2 separate regions of the Sus scrofa genome follow, and region 2 is linked to region 1. Evidence: chromatin contacts called from public HiChIP or PLAC-seq data. All regions are on one chromosome and are shown on one strand. The core of a region is the stretch at or near the end of the contact, and the rest is flanking DNA. Distances in the headings are between cores, read along the strand shown.

What was found. HiChIP or PLAC-seq counts read pairs in DNA pulled down with a chosen protein or histone mark.
Region 2: an H3K27ac HiChIP or PLAC-seq map of skeletal muscle shows a contact between it and region 1, with 4 times the contacts expected there. The contact joins the promoter of MAPKAP1 here to the promoter of LOC106507123 in region 1. A contact is called at or near these places in 1 of 5 promoter capture datasets (liver) and 1 of 2 datasets of contacts at active chromatin or transcription factors (skeletal muscle).

The regions. Positions count from the first base shown.
Region 1 is chr1:266,073,345-266,080,171 of Sscrofa11.1, forward strand. LOC106507123 (collagen alpha-2(I) chain-like) reads left to right here and starts at 1,343. Exons shown (of 4, transcript XM_021085471.1): 1 at 1,343-1,663; 2 at 1,726-1,938; 3 at 4,154-4,441; 4 at 4,614-6,827. The coding sequence starts at 1,343. The coding sequence ends at 5,372.
Region 2 is chr1:266,344,706-266,351,377 of Sscrofa11.1, forward strand. MAPKAP1 (target of rapamycin complex 2 subunit MAPKAP1) reads right to left here and starts at 1,679. Exons shown (of 11, transcript XM_021068873.1): 1 at 1,234-1,679.

The sequences.
Region 1 (6,827 bases), core at 93-2,592:
CAAACTCCTATGCACCCTTTAAAGCCCACTTGATGTCACTTCCTTGGGAATCCTTCCTGACTGACCCCTCCCATGCCCAGTCTTTTCTTCCCCAAGCCCCAGCCGAGCCCTCATCTCAGCTCTGATTTCTAGGTGCCCTTGTCTGTGCCAGTATCTGTCTCCTCCACTTTATCCCTCCTCCCAGATGGAGAAGTCCAGCTGAACTGATCCTGCAGAGTGGGGACTGCAGGCCTGAAGCACAGCTGGCTCAGATCCTGAAACCTGAACTCTTTTCTTGCCTGGGGTATTGAGCAGTCTAGACCACAGCTGCTCTGTGTGATCCTGAGCAAGACCCTGTATCTCTGTGGACTCAGTTAGCCCGTCTGTAAAATGGGAGGGTCAGCCTGGCAGCATCTGACACTTGGGAACTCTGAGGACCAGGCTTGGGCTAGAGCCTTACACCATGTAACCAATGCGATTGTGACTTTTGGGATGTATGTGCGAGGGAGTGGCCACTCCCCAGGGCTTTCACACGGAAAGGCCAGTGCGGATGCCCAGCTCAGCCTGGATTCCACATGGTGGCTGTAGACCGGGCCAGCAGGAGCTCTGAAGTGAGTCTCAAGTTGGGGCTGGAACCTCAGCTCTGCCACTCACCTGCCTGAGAGCTCCGGCAAGCCTCCTGACCTGAGATTCAGGGTCTTGCTCAGGATCACACAGAGCAGCTGTGGTCTAGGCTGCTCAATACCCCAGGCAGGAAAAGAGTTCAGGTTCCAGGATCTGACCCAGCTGTGCTTCAGGCCTGCAGTCCCCACTCTGCAGGATCAGTTCAGCTGGACCTCTCCATCTGGGAGGAGGGATAAAGTGGAGGAGACAGATACTGGCACAGACAATGGCACCTAGAAATCAGAGCTGAGATGAGGGCTCTGAGGATTAGAGGAGAGGTGAACAGGGCCTCAAAACGCTTCTGGGTGCAAAAACCGTCAGGTGTGATGATCCCACTGGCACAGTAGGATGTGGTAGAGGGGTTCTAAAGCCTCTCATTCGACACAGACAACCAGGCTGACTCAAAGAGACCAGGTCAGAGCGAAGGGGTCTGCATGGGTCTTGGTTTCTGGAGCCCAAGGTGGGCAATGAGGCTGGGTCTCCGAGGGGCTTTTTCCTGGTGTGATGTTTCTAAGACTCCAGGGCAGTGTTAAATGGGTGGGAGCAGTTCCTGAGGACAGACGGTGCGGTGTGGGTGGGGGCTCAGAGGAGGGCTGGGGGCTGCAGCCTCATCGCTGATGTGGCTGGCGATGCCGGGAGGGAACCAGCATGCTCAGTGGCCTGGGAGGTGGCAGGCGGGGTTCAGGGGTCCCCCTTCTACATGCCCCGGAGTCAAGGTCCCGACTTGGTTTCCCTCCTTCCCGGCTGCGGGCCGAGCCTCGGTTTCCCCCTCCGTCAAATGAGGACGCAACCTCTGGTGGGGGCCGCGGGCAGGGCGGGCCTGGGAGGTCGCAGCCACGGGGCTCTGGCCGGGCTCCCGGGACCCGCGCGCGGTGGCACCTCCCGCCCTTTCCATCCGGCCGCTCCGGGAGGGGCGACGGGACCTAAAGGATGTCGCCGCGACAGTAGCCCCCACGCGCGCCCGGGAGAGGAGGAGACACCCACCTCGGCGCCCCTCGGCGCCCGGGCCGAAGCCCGCGCAGTGCGGACCGCAGGTGGCGCCACGAGGCCGCGGTTGGGCCTCCCTGGCGGCTCCCTGTCCAGCCGAGGGGCGGCGCGGAGCGGGAGGGCGCGGGCCTCTGGGCCCATCTCGGGCCGCGTGCCCGCACCGCCGCCGTCGGGCCGCCGGGCCACGGAGATCCTCGCGGGTGTTTGGGGCGCTTCGGTCGCACCCCGGCCGACAGAGGCCGAGGCCCGGATGGACGCGCGGGCAGCAGACCCTCCGACCCTCGGGCGGCCGGACCCGCTCCTCTCCCGGTACACAGTCCCTCCGCAGGGCCTCGGCGACGAAGGCTCCAGAAACGCCGGCCTCTGCCCCCCGGGCTTTCCCGCCGCGTGTACCCCGCTCTGCGTGACCGCGGAACTGGGTGTCACCTTGTGCGGGTCCACCGCGTGTGGCTGTGGCCCGGGCGGGGAACAGGCCCGTGACCGGGCTGTGAGCGAGTGCGCGGGGTTCCCTGCGGACGCTTCCTTTGTTTCCGCCCGTCCTCCCTGCGGGCCTGGTGGGGTGAGCAGCGGGGTGAGCAGCGGGTCCCAGGCCGAGGGTTGACAAGGGCTGGCCGATGAAGAGGGGGGGCGTCGCTTCCTCCCCCTCCCACCTCCAGATGCCGTGGCTCCTTCCCCGGGGGCAAGACTTGAATGGAGTAGGTCAGGAGCTCTGCTGGAAGGATGCAGAGCCTTGCGCGCGCGCGGGGGGGGGGGGGCGGGCAGGGGCGGGGGGGGGCGTAGTGTTATTGTCGGAATTTTTTTGGGTTTTGCTTTTTAGGGCTGCACCCCCGGCACATGGAACTTCCCAGGCTAGGGGTATCGGAGCTACAGCTGCCGGCCTATGCCACAGCCACAGCAACGTGCCATCCGAACTGCATCTGTGACCTACACCACACAGCTCACAGGCAACACCAGGTTCTTAAACCACTGAGAGAGAGGCCAGGGATTGAACCCACGTCCTTATGGGTACTAGTCCGGTTCCTTACTATGGAGCCATGAGGGGAACTCCCTGGAGAAACCTTTTGATCTCCAGGGCTTCCTTGACTCCAAGCCCCCCGCCTCCCCAGTGCTACCCCCCCCACCACTCCAAGCCTCACACAGCGATGCCCTGGGGCCGACTGGAAGGTTAGGAGTGGGATGGATTTGCCCCAAACCAGCAACAGGAGAGTTCCCGCTGTGGATCTGCAGATTAAGAACACGACTAGTATCCATGAGGATGTGAGTTCCATCTGCCGCCTAGCTCAGTGGGTTAAAGATCTGGCAACAGCTGCAGCTCAGTTCAACGCCAAGCCTGGGAACCTCCATATGCCGCAGGTGCGGCCCTAAAAAGAAAACAAAACAAAAAAACAAGAGAGGGCCTTGGACGTGGTGAGCCATCTCTGTCCTGAGGGGTTTTTTTTTTGTTTGTTTGTTTTTTGGGTCTTTCTTATAGCTGCAGCCATGGCATCTGGAAGTTCCCAGGCTAGGGGTTAAATAGACGCTGTAGCCACTGGCCTACGCCACAGCCACAGCAAAGCAGCATCTGAGCCGCATCTATGACCCACACCACAGCTCACGGTAACGCTGGATCCTTAACCCACTGAGCGAGGCCAGGGATCGAACCTGCAACCTCATGGATGCCTGTCAGATTCGTTTCTGCTGAGCCACGACGGGAACTCCTGTCCCAAGGTTTTTAAGCCCTGGGACTTTAGGTCCTTCCCAGCTCATTTCCAGAATCTGCACAGATCCTTTTAAGAAGCAGTTGCCCTGAGCCTGGCTCTGCCCTGGGAGGGTGGGGGTGGGAAAGAGTTTAGAGATGAAGGAAGCCCCGCCCTGGTCAGGTGTATCTAGTCCAGCAGAGCAGATAGGACGTGTTTTGGTGGCTGCACATGTGGGAGGGATGCGGTCAGAGGAAGAAGTGGAAAGTGGGATGGCCTTTCAGGAGCCAGGATTTGGAGGACATTGGTGCCAGAAAAAAAAAAAAAGGAAGTTTAGACTTTTTCTCCCAGGGACCAGAAGAATCATCCCCACCCACTTCCCCACCCAGCATGCCCTGCCCCCATCCCAATACACACAGACACACACACGCACACATGCACGCACACACTGGTTCAGAACAAGGGATGGGGCATGCTGTGTGATTGGGGAGGGTTGCTTAACCTCTCTGTGAAATAGCCCTTGTGGTAGCCTGATTTTGTGGTCCCACAGTATTTCCCCCTTCCCTTCTGGCATCAAACCCAGCACCCGCTATGGAGTACAGGGAAGAAAACCCCATCCTGGCCTGACCAATCAGAGTTGTCCATCTGATTCAGAGATGGGCATGGGACCCTCTCCTGGCCAGAGGCTTTCCTGCTGGATGGGCTGCAGAAACTGTTACGACCTTTCCTTTCCTTGACGTTTGAACCCAAACCCCTTGTTGACTTTAGATGTTTTGCATTTTTGCTTTCCTGCAATTGGGAAAGTCCTGAACAGCCCAGAAATACAAACATTGCTTCTTTGTGCACAGGTTGGCTCAATGCACCACCACTGCGTGGAGCGCCATTCCCGGCAGGAGGCCAGTCGGGCAGGGACAAGAGCTGAGGTCCCAGTCAGACAGCCCTCAGGGCCTCATCTCTTCGGCTCTTCTTGGAGTGACTCTGGACATGTCACAGCCCGCTCTGAGCCTTCGTTTCCTGTGCGTAGAAAGGGGCAGGTAGTTCCCATCTCAAAGCAGCTGCAAAGGACTGAGTCAAAGCAGCCCGGCTGGAGGGGCAGGACCGGCTGTCCCGGGAGCATCGCATCAAGGGAGAAGCAGGTGCATAGGTGACCAGGGCTCAGAAGAGGGGAGGGGCTGGGGGTGGGGGGTGGGTCCAGGCTCCCTGAATAGGGAGGGCAGGGGCCTGGGCAGCGTGGTGATGAGGGGCTGCGGGAGTGAAGGGGGGGCGGCAGCGGTGGAGGCCGGGAATCCCTACGTCTGCCTTTTCCAGATCGAGGGTTGGGGCAGCAGTTTCCCAAGGACAAGGGGACAAAGAACCCAGGAGGATCCAGCAGGAGAGGGGGAAGAGGCAGAGGAACTGCTGGCTGGACCCAGGTCAGGGGAGCTGCCTCTGCAGCTGCAGAGAGCTCTGGGCCTCAGATACCCCCAGCCCCACCAGACCCTCCCCAGTGACCATGCTGGCTGGTCACGTCATGAAGTCTTCTGGTCGTTTCTGCCTCCTCCTTCTCTGTCTCTGGCCACTGGCTGCCTCCTCCTGCCCTCACAGCCTCAGTTTCTTTGTTTCTTATTAACTCAACACAGAACAGCCGGGCAGCCCTTAAACGCAAATGTGGTCGTGAACCTCCCCAGCTTAAAATCCCCCGGGGAGTCCCTGTTGCCCCTGGATCAAGCCCTGAGTCCCTCACCTGCCCTCAGGGCCCTGCCCGCCGCTCAGCTTCCCTCTGGCTGCGCCCCATCCTTCTTCTGTGCTGGGCTCTCGCGACCCCTAAATGCCAGGCTTGGAGCACAGCAGCGAGGGGACCCAGTGGCTTTGGCTTTGGAATCAGGACTCCCCCAGCTGTGCGCCCACAGGCAGGCCCCACCTGCTCTGCACCTCGGCTTCCTAATCTACAGGATGAGAACACAAGTCCCCCCCACACCCCAGGGAGGTGTGGGTATGACAGTGTTAGCACAGTGCCTGGCACCCAGAAGGGGCCAGACCTGTAACAGACAAGATTCTGTTGTTAGCATCCGAGATCCCGGCTGTTGAGGAAATTTGGTTGGGAGTCATGGAGGGGTGAGAGATGGGGGTGCTGGGCCCAGGGAGGAGGCAGGGAGGCAGGGAGAAGCAGTCGGACTGGGGGTGTGTGTCATGTTGGGGTGACACGTGTGCTGAGGGATCGATTGTGGAGTGATGGCCACCAGGTAAGAGGGTCCATCCAGGTTTCTGGCTTGGACACCCGAGTGGATGGAGGCACCGCTGCTGGTAGGGGAGCAGGGTGGGGGCCCCCAGCCCTAGGGGAGCCCTGTGAACCTTTGGCTCTGATCCATACCAGGCTCTGGGAATTGGGAGCCCAACACGGCCTGTCTACCTTGGACATGTGGGCTATGGTATATGGGCCTCAAAATCTCCTTTCTTTTTGGCCACCCCACAGCGTATGGCATTCCCGGGCCAAGGAGCCGATCGCAGCCACAGTTGTGACCTGTGCCACCGCTGCGGCAATGCCAGGTCCTTTAACCCACTGTGGATCGAACCTGCCTCCTGGTGCCGCAGAGACGCTGGGACGCCATTGTGCCACAGCAGAAACTCCTTCAAGATGTTTCAGATGGTTAAAGAGTGCGAGTCCTGGGCGGGTGGGTGTGTGGACCTGGCTGTGGTGGGCTGCCCTGCTCTGCCTGGAGAACTTACCTGCCTGGGGTCTCTCAGTGCCCCCAGCCCCTGTCACCCGGGGGTACAGGCCTGTGGTTAGAGGGACAGGAAGGGATTAAGGAAAGAAGAAAGCCCAGGTGGGTTGGCCCATGCGTGGACGTGGATCAAAGCCTGTGGGTCCCCCGCAGCCTAGGCCAGCCTGAGAGGCCTGGGTCCGGGGAGGTGGCGGTGTGTGGAAGCCCATTGTCTCCGGAGTCAGGGAGACCCAGGTTCAAATTCTGACTCTCCCACAGACTGGCTCTATGTTGGCCTCTCTAAGCCTCAGCCTCCTCCTCCGTAAAATGGGAACAGAGGTAACGCCTACCTCCTTGCAGGGTTGTTGGAAAGACTAAAACTAGAAAATGTGTGATGCGTGACGTGGCCCAGGAGACAGTAAGCGCTCAGGACGTGTTAGCCATGGTTCGGGTCATTGTGACGCCTCTGGGATGCCGCAGATATTCAGCCTCCAGGCACTTCTTGCAAGTTCTGTTTCCTCCACTCAGAATGTCCTGGTCCAGGCGGCGTACACCTCCTCATCCTGCCGTGCCCAGCTCAGGGGGTTTGTCTCTGGAAGCCCCTCTGAGCTCACCCAGCACCCGGCTGACCCGGGTCCAGCAGTGGGGTGGGGTGCCAGCCAGCTGACAAGGGCAGCCAGGTTGCTGCTGGGCTGGATGTGAGGGGGCGGGCCTGGGAGGCCCCCCGGTGGTGGAGGCGGATGGAGGTTGAGCCCACGTGAGCGAAGTGGCTGCTCTCTTGCCCTGGGGCGTCCTTGATCACAAATACAGGTGATGAGGCGACAAGAAATGTGGGGGTCCT
Region 2 (6,672 bases), core at 429-2,928, 270 kb after region 1:
ACAGGCCCCAGCAAGCTTGCAAGAGCGAAAACTGAAAAAGATGAAAACAAGTATCAATACCTTTTTTTTTTTTTTTTTGGCTTTTTTAGGGCCACACCCAAGGCATATGGAAGTTCCCAAGCTAGAGGATGAATCTGAGCTTTTGCTGCCAACCTATGCCAGAGCCACAACAACAAAGGATCCGAGCTGCGTCTGTCACCTATGCTACAGCTCACCGCAAAGCACAAGATCCTCAACCCACTGAGCGAGGCCAGGGATGAAACCCGTGTCCTCATGGATCCTATCGGGTTTGTTACTACTGAGCCACGAGGGGTCCTCCCAATATCAATACTTCATCAATAACTGTTTCAGCAATTACAGATCATCTTGTGTGAGCTCAGAGAATATGAAAAAGAAAACATGATGCCTCCTTTCCCTGCGGTTTTAAATTAGGAATCCACTCCTTCTGCTTGCTGGAATAGAATGAGAATGTTGACTTTGTTTTAACTGATATGCCTAAACATCTGCCTCCATTTGACTGTTCACACCTAGGGAAGTTGTGAACTTCACTACTTTTGGCTTATAACATGATGCTTTTGAACAGTACCAGGTATTGTGATAGGCTTCGAAAATCACTTGCATTCATTTAGAATGAAAATTGAACCAATCTCTGAGTCAACTTTTAGGTGTCTGGTTAAAGTAATGCTCTTGTTTAAACTACGAAGAGTTGTTTTGTTTTGTTTCCAGCCTTCAACAGATCTAGAAGACTCTATGCCACTCCCATAAACAAAAAGCTGAATCAAAGTTCCATCAGCACTCAGGCTAGACCAAAAAAAACAGTTCTGCAAGGCTGTTTACCCCTCTGGGGCAATGGAGAGCAGGGGCGCTAGGTAACAGAGACTGCACAGGCAGTGCTTTAAAAACTTGCTTTTCACGTTATGAAGATTAAGACACCAAGACGTTGCTGAGGGTAGGGCCAGAAACTGCCAGGGTCAACAGTACCCTTACCAAACCCCAATACTACCAGGCCACTAGCTTCTCCTCCCCCAAATCACACACCCAGCTGTCAAGTTCATAGCAGCCTCCAGTTCTGGAAAAGCCCAGGAAACGGATTCTCACAGGAGACCAGAGCAAGGGCCAGACAGGCTGCCCACTAGGCAGAGCCGAGCGCGAGGAGTAAGGAGGGCCGCCAGGTGGCTCGGGTGGGCGGACAGGCGAGGGAGCGAAGGAGCTAGCGGCTGGGGTAACCTTTACCTGAAGCTGCTGCCACACTACGTACGGGCCGGGTCGGCCCCGGGACACGTTCCTGAGGGGAGGGCCCGGCACCCCGCGCCTCCCGGCCCCAGCCCGAGCAGCGCACTCTCGGAATCCTCGGGGGCCGGCGCTCCTCCCAGCCGGCTCAGCAGCCGCTTTCCGGGCCAGCCCTCATGCCCCCGCCGCTCGCCGCCGCTGGCCGGCTGAGCAGCAGTCCTGTTGACCGGAGCCCCGCCACGACCCGGAACCGCACCCCACGCACCGGAAGTCCCCGACCGGGAAGAAGCCCCTGGCTGGGGACGTAGTGCGCAGGCCCCAGAGCCAAGAGCAAGGAGGGAAGCCCTCCCGGGGGGCGGGGCCGAACGGGAGGCCGTGCGCATGCGCACCGCTTCCCTGGCCACGGGTAAATCTCAGGTTTGAGAGACTAGCTGTCAGCCAGTCTGGCGAGATACGCCGACTTCTCGGTTTGCATTGGGTAGAAATTAACGTCAGCCTTTTTCGAATTTCCTTCCTTCTCCCCGCTTCCACGGGAAAAAAAAAGCCCTCAGTTGATACTGAAAAAAGTGATGAGGCCTCTTAGTCTCTGGGTTAGGAAGACATGGGTTCAAATTCTAACTCTAACCTACTGTGTATCCTAAAATGAGACAACTCCCCTCTCTGACCCTAAGTTTTCCGGTGCATACAGTAGTTCCGATTTTAGAGTACTGCTGTGAGAGTGAATGAGATGATGCTTTATTTTATTTTATTTTTGTCCTTTTGCTTTTTTCTAGGGCCGCTTCCCGCGGCATAAGGAGATTCCCAGGCTAGGGGTCTAATCGGAGCTGTAGCCGCCGGCCAACGGCAGAGCCACAGCAACGTGGGATCCGAGCCGCGTCTGCGACCTACACCACAGCTCACGGCAACGCCAGATCCTTAACCCACTGAGCAAGGCCAGGGATAGAACCCGCAACCTCATGGGTCCTAGTCGGATTTGTTAACCACTGCGCCACGACGGGAACTCTGAGATGATACTTTAAAAACAGCACAGGAGTTTCCACTGTGGTGCAGCGGGTCAAGGATCCAGCTCTATTTCTGCAGCAGCTTGGGTTGCTGCTGAGGCCCGGGACGACTCTCAGCCCAACGCAGGGGTTAAGGATTAAGCATTGCAGAAACTATGGCGTAGGTCCCAGATACTTCTGGGGTTAGATCCCTGACCCAGGAACTTCTATCGGGCGGGGAGGGTGGTCAGGGGGAGGGGCGTGACCAGACAAGGCCAAAAACAAAATAAACAAACAAAAAAAACCACTCAGCACAGTGCCTGACACACTAACTTAGTAAATGTTAGTTACTATTCTATTATCTGTAAAATGGAGATAATTATCTTCCTCAAGAACTGCAGGGAGGTTTACTGGAGATATGGGACCCGCCCCAAACAGAAGCTCATTATTGGTAATCTCGTTCCCTCGGGGAATCCGTAGGGGAAGCTGCCGTGAAGGGGGAGGAAGGACTCAAGCAATGCAATGACAGATAGTCTGGACTGTGGCTCTCAAAAATACACCTTAGCAAAGGGAAGGGGAGGGAAAAAATCAAGGCTGAATTTCAGCCCAGGAGGGATCTTACCCAATATTAAAATTACCAATAAATACACCATGAATCCACCCCATGTATTCAAATATATGATTGATTTCTTAGCTCATAGGGAGGGGAAAAATGCATCTTACCACCCAACTATCACCATAGTTCTGCACACATACCACCATAGTTCCATCAGTGACCTGTTGGAGGTGCTCTGCCAAAGCAAAGGGTGTGAACAAGGTTGGACATTTTATTTTCTGAGGTCACCAGGTTATCTGTCCCCTTCTAAATATGAATCTTCAGGGAGTTCCTGTCGTGGCTCAGTGGTTAACAAATCCGACTAGGAACCATGAGGTTTCGGGTTCGATTCCTGGCCTTACTCAGTGGGTTAAGGATCCAGTGTTGCCTTGAGCTGTGGTGTGTAGGTCGAAGGCAAGTCTCAGATCTGGCGTTGCTGTGGCTCTGGCATAGGCCAGAGGCTACAGCTCCGATTGGACCCCTAGCCTGGGAACCTCCATATGCTCTGGGTGCGGCCCTAGAAAAGATAAAAATAAATAAATAAATAAGAATCTTCATTTTCACTTGTCTCTTGAACTCCAGTCTGAAGCACAGCTGCTTGCTTATATAAAACTCAACCGGCCCTCAAAGCTTTCTCTCCACAAGCTCTAAGGAGTGAATACCCACACTCCCACTTACAAGTGTTGTGATTTCATATCTCTAAATTGCCTTATCGTAAAATGGAAAGTGACCAAAGTCCTAATTAACCTCACTGGGCGGCTGCGAGGATTAAATGAGCTAATACAGGGAGTGGCTCAGTGGGTTAAGGATCTAGCATTGTTACTGTTGTGGCTGTGGTTACAGCTGTGGCTCAAGTTCAATCCCTGGCCCCACCTGGGACCTTTGTCATGCCACAGGTGCATCTAAAAAAAAAGAGCTAATACATGTAGTTCATATAGAATAGAGTCCACATGTAACTAACATTTACTAACATTTGTATAAAGTGCTTCCCACTATTACAACACCTCAGTCAGTAAACAGATACTTATTGTCTCTGTATTAAGCCTGTCCTAGGCATCAGAGACTTAGCGGAGAAAAAAACCAGACAGGACTCCACCCTAATGAAGCTTATAGTAAGTAAAGTTTGACTATGAATTTGAAATAGCCACTATAGCAAGTTGGAGTGCAGGGAAATATAATAAGATTTCAGGAACATTGAGGGCCCCATTGAGAATGGAGACTCTGAATTTGTGGTTGTACTACTATGACGGTCGTGTGATTTTTCTATAGTTAGTCTGAATGGTTAAGATGCAGGCACACAGGAGTCCCTATCGTGGCGCAGCGGAAACAAATCTGACTAGGAACCATGAGGTTGCAGGTTCGATCCCTGGCCTCGCTCAGTGGGTTAAGAATCCGGCATTGCCATGAGTTGTAGTGTAGGTCGCAGACTTGGCTCGGATCCCACGTTGCTGTGGCTGTGGTGTAGGCCAGCATATGTAGCTCTGATTAAACCCCTAGCGTGGGAACCTCCGTATGCTGCAGGTGTGGCCCTGAAACGCAAAAAAAAAAAAAAAAAAAAAAAAAAAGGAAGAAGAATAAAAAAAGATGCAGGCACACAAAGAACAATTGTGTTAATCCAAGGAAGACAGTTTTGCCAGACAGGTGTGACGGGGGTCAAGTAATTTAAGATCTCAGCTTTCGAGAGGGCTTAAAACAAAAGGCCACAGAAAGATGCTCAAGAGGTAAGTAAGAGAATTCCAGCAAGGCTCATGTCACTGACCTGAAGGTCCCAGAACAGGTATAATGGAAGTCTCTGATGATCCAAGGCAGAAAGACGGATGGGCATCTTGAATAACCTCAGATGAAGAGCCATCTGAGAGTGGGGTCCTGACTGAAGATGAAGGGAGGAAAAAGTTGTTCAAAGATGAGACAGTCAAGGAACTGAGACACCGCATGATCTCAAAGGCTCCCGGGATGAGGGATGGACACTGGGGGGAAAGAAAACTCGTAGTGCTTCCTGCAATGGAGGAAGGTAGTTAGAGGAGGCGAATGATGGGCCACCTGCATGGCTTAACCTCCAAGGAGTAGGAATTGTATCTGAGTGGGAGTGGCTTTAAAAAGCTGAGCATACACTGACCTGTCTCCTGACCTAGGAGTGCATAGGAATAGGACAAAAGTTATACTTTTACAGCATACTGATAGTGCTGGGCCAGGGGCTAGGTGGGGGACTTCAGTAGACATGAGGACTCAGGGACCAATATCTCAGCGTACCCGTGACTATCTGGTTTTCCATACTTGAGCTGCAACTTGGAAAAGAGGCCATGGTAAGGATCAGCGGCTCTTGTTCTTCTGATCCCCAAGACTAGAATGGGGGCAACGGGCAGAGGTTCAAAGACCCTAATAGGAATCTCTGCTGTGGTGTAATGGGTAAAGAATCCGACAGCAGGGAGTTCCTGTTGTGGCTCAGCAGGTTACAAACCCAACTAACATCCATGAGGATGCAGGTTCAATCCCTGGCCTCACTCAGTGGGTTAAGGATCCAGCAGTGCCTTGAGCGATGGTGTAGGTCACAGATCCCTCGGATCCCTCATTGCTGTGGCTGTGGTATAGGCAGCAGCTGCAGCTCCAATTCAACCCCCTATCCCAGGAAGCTCTAAACAGAAAAAAAAAATTAAAGAGAGAGAGAGAATCTGACTGCAGCAACTTGGGTCGCTTTGGAGGCATAGGTTCCATCCCCAGCCTGGTGCAGTGGGTTGAAGAATCTGGTGTTGCTGCAGCACACTGCGGAGCAGCTTTTATTCAGCCCCCGGCCTGGGAACTTCCACTTAACATGGGTGTAGCCATTTAAAAAAAAAAGACACCTGCTACCTATGTGGCCTTCAACAGGTGATTTGCCTTCTGTATACCTGTTTCCTTATCTAGGTTATTGTGAGGGTTCAGTGACATAATGCATGGAGCACACTTAGAAGAGTGCCTGGCATATAGGAAGTGTTCTGTAAATGCCAGCTCCCATTGCCTGGTGCATCTACTGCACCAAAGACCGGCAGAAAAAGTCAGGACCCTTTATGCATTTGTTTTCTGCAAAACACAATTGCTTGAGCAATTCCTGCTCAAGCCTCAATTGCCCTTTCTCTCTCCACTCAGTAAACTCTCTGTTTCTCTCTCTTTTTTTAAGTGGCTTAAAACAACAACAATTTATTATTTGTCAAGATTCTGTGACTTAGTGGTTTGTTCCTCTGCCAGTCTTCTTGGTTTGCCCACGCACTTTCAGTCAGATGCCCATTAGAATGATTGGAAGTTCTCAGATGGCTGGAGAAGTCGGCCAGGGCACCTTGGTTTTTCTCCTTGTGGCCTCTCTAGTGACTCTTTGGGGCGTCTAATTAACAGAGTGGTGAGATTCTTAAAGGATAAATCCCAAGGAGTTCCCTGGAGGTTCTGCCTTGTTCCCAGGCCAGGGATTGAATACAATGTGACTTCTGCCACAGCTGCAGCAACACCAGATCCTTTAACCCACTGGGCCTGGCTGGGATCGAACCCATACCTCCTCAGTGACCCAAGCCACACAGTTGGATTCTTAACCTGCTACACCATGGCGGAAACTCACAGTGTGCTTTTTAAGAAATGTTTTTATTAAATATATATGTGCCATTTTAACCATTCTATTAAGTATGTTCCATTCATTCTTGAAAACCAAATTCACATGCTGCTTCTGCTCCTCTAGGAAATTTTCCAAGATCACATCTTCCCAACAGGCCACATGAAGAGCTTCATTCTCTGTGTTCAGCATTTATCATATTTTCTGTTATTCTTTCAAAACATATCCCTCTCCCTGATAGGACATGAGCAAAGGAATTCTTCCTTCTTTTGTTTTCTTCTCTTCCTCTTTAA